Linked DNA regions of Rattus norvegicus: region 1 is linked to region 2. A link is a contact called in public Hi-C data. All regions are on one chromosome and are shown on one strand. The core of a region is the stretch at or near the end of the contact, and the rest is flanking DNA. Distances in the headings are between cores, read along the strand shown. Region 1 overlaps Zmiz1 (zinc finger, MIZ-type containing 1). Region 2 overlaps LOC134482310.

Evidence for each region. Hi-C and Micro-C count contacts between places; a contact is called where the count stands out from the background.
Region 1: a contact with region 2 is called in a Hi-C map of mammary epithelial cells, with 2.3 times the contacts expected there. The contact joins two enhancer-like sites. A contact is called at or near these places in 1 of 12 Hi-C or Micro-C datasets (mammary epithelial cells) and 1 of 1 datasets of contacts at active chromatin or transcription factors (oligodendrocytes).

What each region holds. Positions count from the first base shown.
Region 1 is chr16:1,158,258-1,165,503 of GRCr8, reverse strand. All of the region lies in intron 6 of Zmiz1 (zinc finger, MIZ-type containing 1), which reads right to left. Among named protein-coding and RNA genes, the nearest start is that of Mir3075, 54 kb to the right of the region's middle. Within about 2 kb of position 5,288, at least 47 of the 93 cell types and tissues checked have an H3K27ac peak or open chromatin away from gene starts, as enhancers often do.
Region 2 is chr16:472,845-479,697 of GRCr8, reverse strand. All of the region lies in intron 5 of LOC134482310, which reads right to left. Among named protein-coding and RNA genes, the nearest start is that of Rps24, 380 kb to the right of the region's middle. Within about 2 kb of position 5,132, at least 31 of the 93 cell types and tissues checked have an H3K27ac peak or open chromatin away from gene starts, as enhancers often do.

The DNA of each region.
Region 1 (7,246 bases), core at 4,039-6,538, 690 kb before region 2:
GGGAGCCCCTGTTGAGATGGAGCTCTTGCCTATGGCAAAGACTGGGACTGTTGGTTCTGTCCTGCCTCCCATGCTAGGCTCAGCCTCCTGTTCATGAAGAGAGGAGATACACACTGAACTCCATGGAAACCATAGCCCAGGCCTTTCTGGACTTGGTGTCATATGTAGTGCCCACTTTATGCCTAGTGTTTAGCACCTCCAAACTCTAGATGGGTGCAGCTAGCATTTACGTTGCTTACAACCAATGCCAACAAGCCCTTTGCTCTTCAGCCCCCAGCTTTGTGCTCCCCTCGGGGAGGCTAGGTACCCCAGGAGACTGGATGCCAGTGTGCTTGGTAAAATTGTCAACACATAGCTATCGCCAGACAGCAGGCTCTGTTCTAAGCACCCTGTGCAGGCTGATCAGCTCAAATCCCGTGACCTCAAATACACACAAGGTTGGTGACTTTTCCAAGGTTACACAGCTTGTCAGTGGGGGCTGGGGAGCATTCCAAGCCAGGCAGACTGCTCCTGAGCCTGCATGTTTAACTGTTACTCTTCTCTATGCACTAGGTTAATGACTGATGTCAATTGGGACAGCCTAGCCTCTGTCCCTCAAAGGACCCCAAAGATGGGAAAGTGTTTAACTCACAGCAGAGTCCGATTGCTGCCATGTTCAAGAAAGTGAGTCCACCTGGATAGCTTGAGTCACTCTCATTTTATATTATTTATTACTCATTTGTAGCCCAGGTTGGCCTTGAACTTGGTATCTTCCAGCTGGCCCATATTCCTTGGTCTTTTCATTTATTGTACTTCTCTGTGTATATGTGAGGGTGTATACACATATGCATTTGGAGGTCAGAGGACAACATGTAGCAGTTGGTTTTCTCCATGTAGGCTCCAAGGGTAGAGCTCAGGCTGAGTGACAGGCACCTGTACCCACTCAGCTGTCTTGCCTGATAACCACTGTTTGCTCCCTTTCCTTCTCCAGATCTCTCTCTCTCTCTCTCTCTCTCTCTCTCTCTCTCTCTGTGTGTGTGTGTGTGTGTGTGTGTGTGTGTGTGTGTGTGTCTAGGATCTCACTATGTAGCCCTGTTGAAACTCTCTACACAGATCAAGCTGGTCTCAAACTCATAAAGATCTATCTCCCTGCCTCTGCCTCCTGAGTGCTGGGATTAAAAGTGTCTGCCACCCCGTTTTCTTCTTTTTTTAAAAATCAGTCTCTCTCTCTCTCTCTCTCTCTCTCTCTCTCTCTCTCTCTCTCTCTCTCTCTCGGTCTTTGCATTTCACCTCATTTGAGAAACTGGAATCCAACAAGCTTCCTGGTTTCTCTCTGTCTTGGTCGCCCATCTTATGATAGAAACACTTGGATTACAGATAAATGTTGCTCTGCCCATCTCTATGTGGCTTCTGGGGATTAGAACTCAGGTATTCGTGCTTTCTTAGCAAGCAACACCCCTGAGCCATCATCTCCTCAGTCCCCCTCCTTTTTGAGACAGGGTCTCATACAACCCAGGTTGGCCTCAATCAAGTCTTTATGTTCCTGAGCCTGGCTCTGAACTCCTGAACTTCCTGAGCTGGCATCCCAAAAGGCTGGGATTACAGGTTTCACCACCACAACCAGCACACATTCCTGCTTGAATCACAAATCTGTCTCATATTAGTTAACCTTTCTAAACTCAACCCGTTCACCTACACCAGGCAATGGATGCAAGTGGCTGGGATCAGGACAAGGGATGAGTGACGGCTACCCACTGATCTCAGGTTTGCTGTGTTATGGCTGAAAGGGGATATAAACTAGATTTTCTCCTAATCCAGATGCCCTTTCCTGACCTGCCCTGGCTGTAAATCTAAACAGGCAAGATAGATAATAACTGCTGATTCTTGTCTGCTTCTTCCAGAAGGTATTTACAAGGCTGCCGACTTGCAACACTTGCAGAGAAAGTTCCCATACCAACTTGCCCACTTCCTGGCAAACCCTGGATCCATTTCACCTTCCTGTCCTGGAGCCCTGAGAATCCCTCCTCTTGGTGAGAACACTAAGGCTACCTGAAGGCCAAAGCCCTGGCTTACTTGATCCTCTTACCTGGTCTTCCTTTTTATCATTATTGGCTGTGGTTGGCTTTATTAAGCCATACCTCCTTGGGATACCAGGGGACATCAGAGGGGGGACTGTTTCAGCAGGACCTCTGTCCTGAGGGCTGGTATAGAAAAGGGTCATCTGCAGGGTGACAGTGCTTTTGGTCCTGCTTTCCCAGAGCAATGTTCTAGCTTCTCGGGCCCCTTGCATTCCGCAGAGAAGCAAAGATGGCCTGGCTGGAGCTCAGGTCCTACTTCTATCCCGGATATCCATTGAACGTGTTTCTTCCTTAAAGCCTGCCTTGGGGATTCTTGGAGTGGGACCTGCAGACTGGTGAAGAGCTGTGGCGGGTGTGGCACTCCGGTCACCCCTCACCCCTCACCCACAGAACAGAAGCATTCATTTATTTCAAACCTCAAGAGAGCCTGGGCTCGTTCTCTCTCTCTCTCTCTCTCTCTCTCTCTCTCTCTCTCTCTCTCTCTCTCTCTCTCTCCGGCCTGTGCTTACACTGGGATCGGCGCTGGAATCCCACCAGTCCTTTCCTGTTTGGTATTGTTCATGCTGAGGAGTACTTGGCGTCCCCTGACTCTTGGACCCATGAAATGGTGCAGATGCCTAAGATGGCAGGGGAACTTGAGGCTGGATGGAACAAATGTCCAGTAAGATGTCATCATCCACAGGCCATGACCTACAGGATGGCTCATAGGGTCCCAGGTCCCCACGAGAAAACTATTGTTCAACTGGGACTCAGGAAGTGGCTTTCACTGCCTTGACAGTTTCTGAATGTGGCAAGGGGTGGCTACTCCACTGTAGGTAGGGATAAACAGTTCTCTTAAGTAGTGGCATCTAGTTCTTTTTTTTACAATCTCTGGGTAGAAGCCATATGAATAAAGCAAAACTCTCAGTATGCACTCATAATATGGCTAGATCGGAGCCTGTCCAGGCGGTGGGAAGCTGCAGGGGACTGTGGCAGGGAGAGATTGCATAATGGGCTCTGTGAGTGCCTTGTCTGCTCCCGGCTACAAAGCACACGCACTGACCTAGGATGTGGTTTTGCCCCCAGGCAGAGCTACCTGTGTGTTGGAAGGTTGGCCCATCCTCCCTATCCTCTAACCCAGACAGCCCTCAACTAAGGGATGAAGGGTCAGTACTTCTTCTGCAGCTCCAAACTGGTGAGGGTGAGGGGTGAGTTCTCCTGCCTAACAGAGTTGCTGGCAGGTTGAGCCCCAGGAGCCCACAGCAGCCACGACGCCTAACAGCCACACTTTGTTGAGGCCTCTCCTTCCCACCTATGCTCTTACTTCTCCCATCATGCTTTCTGGTTCCCCTAACCCAATGCCAAGAAGCAAAGCACAGTGGGATGTTCACTGCAGGATCGGCATTTGGGAGGACCCACGTCAGATACGCACCATGTGGCAGGAAGCCTTCAGTAGACATGACCTCCCCCACCACACACATCCTTGATCCCTTCCCCTCTACTCACAGCCCCCAGTGCTTGGACTTCTACTGAGAAAGTTTTGAATCACCTGGTAGGGTCGCAGACACAGACACAGAGGCAGACACCTCCTACCGTGGGCGGATGCCCTCATCCCCTCCCTATCCCCTTCGGCCTCTATGTTTGGATGGGCCTAATAAGTAGACACCTTGCTGAGCCCCAGGCAGCCCTGGCCTTGCACAAGTCTCTGTTGTAGGGTGGGGGCTATGAGCTAATTCTGTGAGAGGCAGGAAGCACAGCCTTCTGACAAGAAGAGGCCTGTCCCCTTAGGCTCTAGGGGCATCAACGCAGGCTGCCTGTATAGAGAAACAGCTGAGCTGCCTAGGAGTTGTTTCTGTTCTTGACACCCCTAACAACTCAATGAGCTTAGAAGGAACTCACCAGAACACAGAGGAAACAGAGGGAAAGGTCACACATCCACCTCTTTTGTAGTAGATAGATTTTGTAAGTCAATATTTTGGGACAGTGCCTATTTTCTGTGTCTAGTGTACTCATGGGCAGCTTCTGTACCTAGTTACTCATATATACACTCTGTCTCTTTCTCTCTGCCTGTCTCTGTCTCTCTGTCTCTGTCTCTCTCTGTCTCTGTCTCTGTCTCTCTCTCTCATGTGTGTGCATGTGCACACACTGTGCCATATTCCTAAATAAATAAATACAATCTGCTCACTCTATATAATGCTACTTATGCAGATGTTTTCAGGACTGACCACCTAGTGTTGGATGGCCATTCGGGATGCTCTTCCTTGGTAAAGCTGACTGTTGCTAAAAGGTTAACCTGATGACACCCTAGGCATTTCCACATAGCCACTGTGGCCACGGAGGGACTCAGCCCTTTCTCTGAGTCGGATGCTCTTCCCACATCTGCCTGCTTTCTGACACAGCTCTACCTCTTCTCCAAAGTGAGGTTTTAATACTGTAGGTATCATTCAACTGCCACCTCCAAATTCCTTAGTCTGGGAATGCTGGCCCCACAAGTTTCCTCTCCCTGTCCCTTTCTTGAAGAACAGTGCAAGGTTACAGGAGCCTGGGTCACATCCCCCAGCAAAGTGGGGATTGGGGGAAGCAGGGCCATTGCCCCAGGACAACCTGTGTTTCTGGGTCATGCAGGTTCATTCGGAAGGAAGGATAGCTTCCTGGGGCCCAAATTTGATTCTCTTGTAAGCAAATTCTGTCGCTAGCACTGAGAACCATGGGGTTGGAGTCTGTCTGGCCCTCTCAGAGCCTTGGTTTCCTCCTCTGGAAATGGGTGTGCCAACAACAGAGCCCCAGTGACCTCTCCCATGGCACAGAGAACACAGGTTTGGGCCACTACGTGTATCTGATGATTAGTCAGTTCCCAAAGGCTGGCAGTAAAATCCAGAACCATTTCCATGAGATCTGGCCTGGGAGAGGCAGAAGGTCCTGCGCAAGGAAGGAAGCCAAGCCCTCCCCCACAGCCCAGCTCTGCAGAGAGTTCACGTGGGGGTGGGGGTGGTGTCCAGGAGGAAGTCTGTCCCTGGCCTTGAGAAGGTGCCCCGGCCTGCCAGGCGGCTGGTTTTCAAGGACAAGGTCTTGCCTTCCTGCTATCTCTGGGGGAACTGGCAGCTGCTAACAAATCCCCTGCAATTTGCACCCCACCAATCCTGCTTGCTCACTGGACGGCCGAGAGCCGTTTTTCACGGGAGCTGCACACAGCTTTGTCTTAGGGAGACAGCTCTGCTGGGTGTCCCTGAATGGTGCTATTTGTCCTCCATGCTGAAGGGAAGGCAGCTGAGTGCTCTGTTGGGGTGGGCAGAGGCAGAGAGGGTGGAGAAAAGCTATGGGGGAAGGGTGAAGGTAGAGACAGCAGCCTTGACTCTATGAGAGACCAGAAGCACTGCCCACCATGGAGGCATCTCAGAGTCACCATGCAGCTAGGTAGGTACAAGAAGGCTTGCTTGCCAAGACGATGGGACACTGGTGTATGACCTGCATTCCCTGGTATAAGGAGTCCTAGCTGGTAGAAGTTGAAATGACCTGACTGGCTTAGGGTGCCTGCATCCCATCCCATGGCTGCCTCAGAAGCTACTGTAGAAGCTACCCCATCCCAGCTCCTATCCCTGAATTGAGAGCTCTAGAGTGGGACCCAGTGTCTCATCAGAGCTTCTTCCACAGATCACAGGCAGAGAGAGGCAAGGCATGTCTCAATGCCTCCATTATGACCAGCTGACATCTGACGGGCACATGACTCATCAGGGAAAACAGAGCAGGCATGCATCTGGGGACTTAAGGCCCAGCAAGCTACATTGTTTCCACCCTGGTTTAGGGACTTGGGCTGCTGTGCTGGAAGGTGTGCTTAGTACAGAAGTTAGAGGTCGGACAGAGGCATGTCCACGGTGTCAGGCTCGGGGGTAAGACAGTAGGTAGTAGGTTAGGCACATCACTTGTTCCCAAGGGGGAACCCATTAGACCGTATCCATCTTGGGAATGCAGACCCAAGGTTTCCATCCAAAGGAAGCAAAACATTTGTGTGATGGTGCTGTCCCACAAAGAGCAAATGCATGCAGCTAGCAGGCATGAACTAAAGCCACCCAGCAGTGCAGCGTTCCCATCACGCTCTGGGCAGCCTGGCTGTGCTCTGATTGGTAAACACCCTCTGCCTCTCTGATTATTCTTCTGCCTTCTATAGTCCCTTCTCCAAAAGCTTGCTGGTGCCTGTTAGGGTGGCCCTGGGTCTTCTTGATGCCTCCTACACTAGGTGGCTGTGCCAGGAGAAAAAAAGAAGCCAGGGAGAAAAAAAGACCAAAAGTAGCAGCTAGCACCCACACCCATGTCCCGGCCCCACTATGGCTTGGGGCACATCTTCCTTTCCTTTGGTCCCCGGCTGCTTATCTTCTGGGCTCTGACATTCTTTATTCTGTTATTTCAACCCGTGCTGGCTCCTCAGAGGGTCAGCTGAGGCTACATAGATCTATTCAAGCATAAACACAAACGGAGTCTTGGGTACCCTCAGACATGGCGACTGCCTGGTACTCGCTCCCATGTAGGCTGAGCAGAAGGCCAAACCACTCAGCGCCCAAAAGGCTGACATTTCAGCACAGCCTGCCAAGTTACTCTGGGCTGGCATTCGGTGGTGGAGGGGGCTGGTGGGCATTAGCCTTGGAGGAGTCTGGGATATGTCAGGTGCTGGGGGCTGGGCAGGTGACCTTCTATGCTAGGAAGGGGTGGGGGTGTGTGGGAGGGTGCAGCTGGCCCCTCAGGAGCCTCAAGATGAGGATGCGAGTGCCTGTGCGCACGCGTGCTCCTGCTCCCGTGTGCACAGAGGCTAAAGGCTGAAGCAGAACAAAGGGTTGGGGGCTGGGCATCAGAGGGCCCCACGTGGAGGCGGCTGCCTGGGCTGCTTGCTGTAGTGTCTGGGCTCTGCTCAGCTCTGCATTCCGTCTCTGTCTCTCTCGTGCTCGCACCACACGGGGCTGCCCCCAGGCCTGAGTTTGCTCACAGTCACCACCTTGCTCACGGCCCCAGCCACGCATGCAGCCCAACTCTCTGGCAGCGTTCTTGACAAAGCGTCTCTCCTCACAGCATGATCTCATTGCACAGCCTTCTCAGGCCCCAGCCTGGCCTCCTGACAGGAGAGACAGACAGCAGAAAGGTGGGAGAGGCGCCCATAGATGCAGCCAGTAGCACGCACACACACTGCACAGCCATTCAGTTACAGTCATATACTACCCCCA
Region 2 (6,853 bases), core at 3,883-6,382:
TCATCTGCTGTCGGGGTCATGGGAGGGGGTTCATTCATGCCATCTGAGGCTAGTCCTGAACCAGGCTCGAAAGGGTCACAGGGAAAAGGATGTTCTGTCCCCCGAGCCTACAGCCTGCCCATACATCACACAAGGGCCCTGGTTCTGTAAGTAGCTGCACTCAGCCACTTTTCTTTCTAGAACTTTCTCTTTGTCTTCCCATCCTGTATTGCACAAGTGTTAGCTTCATGACTGTCTCAATGTTCCTGCAGCCATGGCCTTACTTAGGGTTGGGTATGTCCTGCTAGGTCTGTCCAACCTTCCTCCTTTATTTCTTCTCAAGACCTACACTGAGTCTCCCAAGTAGCCAGAAGCCTATGATCCAGGGAGGTGTTCCTTAACCCTGTGCCCCAGTCCTGATCCTCAGAAAGTACTACAGAGCTGGCATGCTATGCTAAGCTCTTGCTTCTGAATCTTACCCTCTGACAGTTTTTTTGGCAGATCATGCCCAGGCCTCCTGTTACTTGTTGGTACAGGAGGAAGCAGAAAGCAGAGAATATAGATCACACGGCAGTAAGAAACAGTCTTGCTCAAATGCTGATGTCAATGTAGGGGTTGGGGGTAAAAGGCAGAGGTGCTGGACTGCTAAGGAAGTAAGAAAGATGAAGTACAGGCAAGTGTTCCCCATCTTATGGGAGGCTGGCACTGTGCTTGCCTTTGTCCAGAATGTCAGGGTACCAAATCAAGTTCAGCATCACACTTTCTGAAATCCAGCCAAGCACATGGAATGGCTGTTATGAAGATGGCTCAGATCTGGGCTCCTGTTCCCCTGTGCCACACCCTGATGCTGGCTCACTCTTGCACACCTTATCCGCAGCTAAGCCCCTCTCTTTCTGACTCTCTCTCTCTCTGCCTGGTACCCACACATGCACTGGCAGCTCCAGCTGAACTGCACACAACATGAGCTGCTGGGACACAGGCATCTCAGAGAAGGAAGTCCCACCGAGGCATATTGCCATTCTCTTCAGTTCTTCCTCTTATTTAAATCTTCACTTCTCATCTGATCTCACAGATCCATCATCTTACTTGACATCTTGGCCCCTAACTTAGGACATTTTGATTTACAGCTTCTCAGCTCCACTCTGGGGCGGAAGCTATGTCCATTCAGTAGAAGCCACACTTCTGGTTTTAATTTCCTTCTTCTCCCAGACTGGTAGTGAGTGGTATGATGACTCTCGCCATCCTGGGCGCTGTATCAAGCCACAGCCCTGAGTCTCACCAGTCACGATCAGCGCTGTGCTGGGGTGTTCAGTACTAGGCGTGTTCACTGCGTTATCAACCTATTGCTTCAATGTACTGTGAGCTTAGGGGATAAGTCAGGAATCATCTGTGCAAGTGAACTCATCAGCACACATCTGTGCAAGTGAACTCATCGGCACACATACCTCACAGCTGCCTACTGAGGGGAAGATGTCAAGGCCCAGAACTGCCCCTGCTCTGGTCTTTGGTTCTGGCTTATTCGGGTATTTACATTCTGAAATTCTACTGCATTAGACATGTCCTATTGTGACTTGGACTTAAAGAACAGTGAGGCTGACACATACCTCTCTTAAGCAAGCAACTCTGTCAGCAGTGAGGCACTCTAAGGAATTCCCCTTTCTGTCACAGAGTTTTAGACGGGGGCTCCTCAGAAGAGCTGGATTCTACAATGGAGTCTGCCACAGCAGCCAGAGGTCCCCTCTCAGGTCTCTGCCTATGGAGTAGAGTTGACTGACAGTCACTAGCTGTGCCCCCTGGATCCCCACACTGTGCTCTTGCAAGCCACACCTGCCTCTCTCAGCTGCTTCCCATGAAGCTGGTGTCCATTTGAGACAGATATCCATAACTCGAACTCTAGGGTGGGGCCATCATGCTTAAGGTGGGATATTTTTAATGAACAGTGTTACTTAAGAAACCTCCCCCATCAACCTGATCCAGATTTTCTCAGACCTGTGACATAGTCTCAAAGTTCCTTCTTCACTTTTCCCTTCCTGTCCCAGCTCCAGCCCTTTGTGTTGGCTGAAAGCTCTCTCTCTGCTCTTTACTCTTGGCAAATGTGCTCGCTGGTGAAGCTACACTCAGTCCTGCCCTAGCGCCTTTTTTTTTTTTTTTTTTTTTTTTTTTTTTTTTTTTTTTGGATAGCCTGCAACATTTAGCCTCAACTCATGAAGGACAAAAATTGCAAGCCAAATTCACCCTCCTCTGCTTTCTGCATGAGCTACCCTGATTCACTCATTCCCAACCATAGGCCAGCAGGTATTTGTCCTCACTTGTGGCCATTTGTGAACCACACTCCTATATTTGCGCATACCTGCCATGTGTCCAACACTGGACAGAAAGTTTCTTGGTAGAGAGGCTTCACTGGTAGCTCTGAAGCCCTCACAACCACAGCAGAGGTGGTCAGTAGTATCAGTTTTACTTCTTCTGTGACGTCACTTCACGGTAGATGAGCCAGGTATGCTCCATCAATTTAGTATTTCCTAATGCCTACGGGACAGTGCAGAAAGTGGGGCGCCTAACCATATCACATGGCATCAGCCATCCTAGAGAGCACCCAAGTGAAAACGTATGCAATGTCAATCCAGTTTCAGTCACAAAGAGGCCTCTTCTCACATTGGAAAATGAAGTAGACAGATGTACCCTCAGACAGCTGAGCCTGACTTTAGAGAGGAGACTGGGTAGAGGCTGCTGCCCTTAAATTAGATCCCACTTGCCCCATCTCCTGTGAACGGGTTAGCATATTCAGCCTTCATCGATCTATCTGGGACACTGTAATCCAGGAGTATCTGGGGATATAGTAACCTTCCCAAACCCACCAGACTTTGACCCCACTCTCTTCACTAGGGTCAGAGCATCAAAGCATCCTGTGGTGGTCTCTATGATTCCTCCATGTGGAGTCTAGTGTCTCACTGAAAGAACCATTTGTATCTAAAGAGCCTGGGCAGGAGAAATGGCTCAGTCAATAAAGTGCTTGTGTTACAAGCATGCAGACCCGAGTTCAGATCCCCAGTTCCCAGGTAAAAGGCCAGGGACAACAGCAAGCATCTGCAGTGGAGCTCCCTGGCTAATCAACATGGACGAATTAATGAACTGCAGATTTAGTACGAGGCCATGTCTCAGAAGAGGAGACACACAATTGCAGAAGACACCAGACATGGGCCTCTTACTCCACTAATACACACACATACATGGGCACTCTCCTGTACACATACCCACACCTGAGTATGTTAATATACATACAACACATACACAAGCCTTCAGGAGTTCCCAGGAGCCTTAGAGAGACAACTTGAGCTGTCAATATGTCATGGCTCTGGAAGGCTAACTACAGCCAGCTCACGTCTGATGCTTCGCCTCTACCCACCCTAACACATGCATAGTGAATGGGCCCACACCCAATATATATCCATTTGCTCTGGCTGCTCTCCAGGGCTGAAAAAGCCATGGAGTTGGCCTTCACCTTTATGACTTATCCTGTTTCCTTCATCCATCTAAAATACCTTGCCTGCCACCTTGCTATCTCACAAAGCTGACCTTGTTTCTGAGGACAGGGTGGCCTTCCTTATGAGCCCTGGCTCAGCTATCTTGAAGTGACGTCACAGGAGAGGTAACATTGATACTATTGACCACCTCTGCTGTGGTAGTGAAGGCTCCAAAGAAGGTCTTGTCACTCTGCCCTGCATTTGAATTGCTGTGTTTGTCACACAGGGTGAGGTCCAGGGAGAAAGGACAGACCACAGTGCTGACAGTGCTTGTCTCTGGGTAGAGGATTTACTGGGTCAAGTCTACCTTTCTTCCACTTGGCTGTATTTTCTGTATATTTTTAAAATAATAAGTCTTAACTCTTTACGTGATGAGGGGAAAGAAAGATTATTTCAGAGAGGACATGAGCCTGACTTATAACAGGACACCTGTGACTTCCCATCTTTCCCATCCCAGCCCCTGGAACACAGGGGCAGGTATTGATTGAGATCATTGGCTCATCTGGTTCAGCATCCCTGCTGAGAGCTAATCCAGCTTCCAGCTTCCAGCTCTGCTACTTTGTTGTACATGAGAGGTGGAGAGAGAGAGAGAGAGAGAGAGAGAGAGAGAGAGAGAGAGAGAGAGAGAGAGAGAGAATGAGATGCTAGAGTGCTAAAGTGTATCCCTAGCTCCTTTCCTCCTGGGTCACCTACTCTCAGGTAGGGGCACCAGACCCCAGACCAGTTCCACAGTTCCGCCCCTCCTGCCCCAGGACAAGTGTCTGTTGTAGCTCTAGAATAACCACAACCGTACTCCCACCTGCACTCTGACTCTGAGGTCATTCACCAGGGAAAGACTACTGAGCTGTGGTAAGGTTTGTGCATCCACATTGGAGAGCCTCCAGAAGGTTAGGTCATCACACAAGGATAGGCACAAGAGAATGAAGCTCAAACATAACCTTACTTTTATGTCACCACATCTTCTACTCCTCCTTCCTTCCTCCCCTTCCCCTTCTCCCTTTCTTCTTCCTCTATTCTTCTCTTGCACCTCCTCCCTCCACATATCTTCTCCCTCCTACTTCTCCTCCCCTCTTCCTCCTCCTCCTCCTCCTTCTCCTCCTCCTCTTCCTCCTCCTCCCCATCCTCCTCTTTTGTCTTCAGAAATCCAAGCTAATTTTACCAAAGCTACCAATCTGCTCACTGTGCTTAAGAGAGGCACTGGACTTCCCAGGGAGCAGAGGCAGCTCTGCAGCCTCACGGAAACATCAGTGGCTGGAGGCTGTCTCCCTGTGTCTCTAAATTCCTTCTCCTGGCAAAGCCCTGGTAAAACTCTGAGAATCCCTGGCATTCCAGAGACCTGCCCACATCCTCTACTGTTCAAATCTGGGGAGTGTAGCCCCTTCACTGTCAAGACACCCCAAGGCAGACCTTATAACATGAGCACAGTGGGGATGGGGCAGAGAAGAGGGGAGCAGGTAGACCAGGCTTTCTTTGTCCCCTGTGGGTTCTACCAGCTCACAACACCACCTAATGGCTCCTAGAATCAGAACACTGAGTATCCACAAGTGTAGTCTGATCAAGCTCTGGCATCCAAAAGGAAGAGACCTCAGTCCACTCCCAGCACAAGCGGTCTTTTGTGCGCCATCTGGCAGCCCTAGCTTGTCCAAAGCCAGTTGTGACATCAGCTGACTCACAGGACTATAGAGTGAACAGGGAGTTGGAGAGTGTTCCCTCTAATAGCAGAGAGCTGAAGAAGGGAGTGGGGAAGGAAGGATCAAGGAAGGGAGGGGGAGAATTTCAGGGGAAGAATATGGAGTGAACATACTTCATTTAGAACTGAGTTCAAATTCCTGCATTGAAAATTTGAAGTTCTAAACTCCAGGACCCCAGAATGGGGCTGGGTCTCTAAAGAGATGATTCTGTTAAAAATGAAGTCATTAGGGTAGCTCTAAATTCAGTATGACTGGTGTTTTCATGAAGAAATACATAGACAGACACATACATACATACAGAGAAAGAGAGAGAGAGAGAGAGAGAGAGAGAGAGAGAGAGAGAGAGAGAGAGGAGACTGCTACACATAAGGAAGGGCAAAGGTCTTAGAAGAAACCAACCCTACCGACACCCTATCAGGCTCCTCAAGGGTGGTGAACCGATTGAACAGGTTTGCATTGTTTAACAACCCCCACCCACACACCCTGTTTGGTGGCACTGTCCAAGCTGATAAAACCTCGAAGTTCCCTGTCACAGCCTCAGGATACCTCGTGCCTTTTTCCTGACTTCAGTGACATTTTTCAAAACCACAAACCTTCCTCTACAGACATGGAGCTGCTATACTACAGTAATATTATTTTATAAATGTATTAGGGCAGAGATGAATAACATGCTCTACTAAAATAAAAATTAATTTTCTTCTTTTAATTTTAAGAGAAATGAAACCATTGTTTTTTTTTGGTGGGTGCCAATAGTATTAGGCCACAGGCATGTGTCCACTGTGCCTAAGGGAGACCTACTGCTGGATCCTCACCAATCCATGCCCCCAGGCATTCCAAGAGCTGGATTAAGTAACCCAGGAAGTTAAAAATGCAGTCTCAGGTGAAGTTGCGAGCCTATTGTGGGTGGCCAGCATTGGCCTTTGATCACAGCTGAGCAAATAAACACAGGCTACCTCCGAGGTTGTACTTTGCTCTTGCCTACCTTCTGCTTCCTTGCCAGGGGCCCAGAGTTTAAGAAGCGTGCTGTGTGTGGCTGCCTGACAGCCTTGCAGACACATTGGGCAGGCCACTCTTTCCTGGGTCACACCAGGCAAAGCCAAGAGGGAGAGTAAACGGCTGATTTTGTGGGTTATGTCTCTCCATGCCTGTCCTGACCCCCTCCACTGGCCCACAACTCTCTGGGGATTCTAGCACATTCACAGAGAAGACCTCGCCTGTGGTAAAATACAGGGCTGCCTGCCAGTCAGTAGCTTAACTGGTTTTCCTAGATAGAGAGAATAAACAAGAGCTAGTCTGACCTAACTGGGACAGGGACCTTGACCTTCCTCATCCCTACACTAGCCTGGCTCAAGAACATTCCAAACACCAAAGAATCCAAAGGATGTTGTTTGGAAATCATGTGTTGAGTGGTCTCCGAGCTTCAGTTTAGGAGGGACGGCCATGGTCTTCCAGTAAAAAACCAGCTGGGTCAGGGATCCTCAGGCTGAGATTAAGAAAGAATAAGGCAGATGGGATGCTCCCCAAAAGGTCCCTCAGTGGAGAACACCAGGAAAAGCAGGCCCTGCTCCAGAAGATATGGAAAAGCAGTGGCGGTCATCACAGGAATAAGATACAGTTATCGTGGACAGAATCATCAAAGTGTTCCAGTCACAGCCTGGCCAT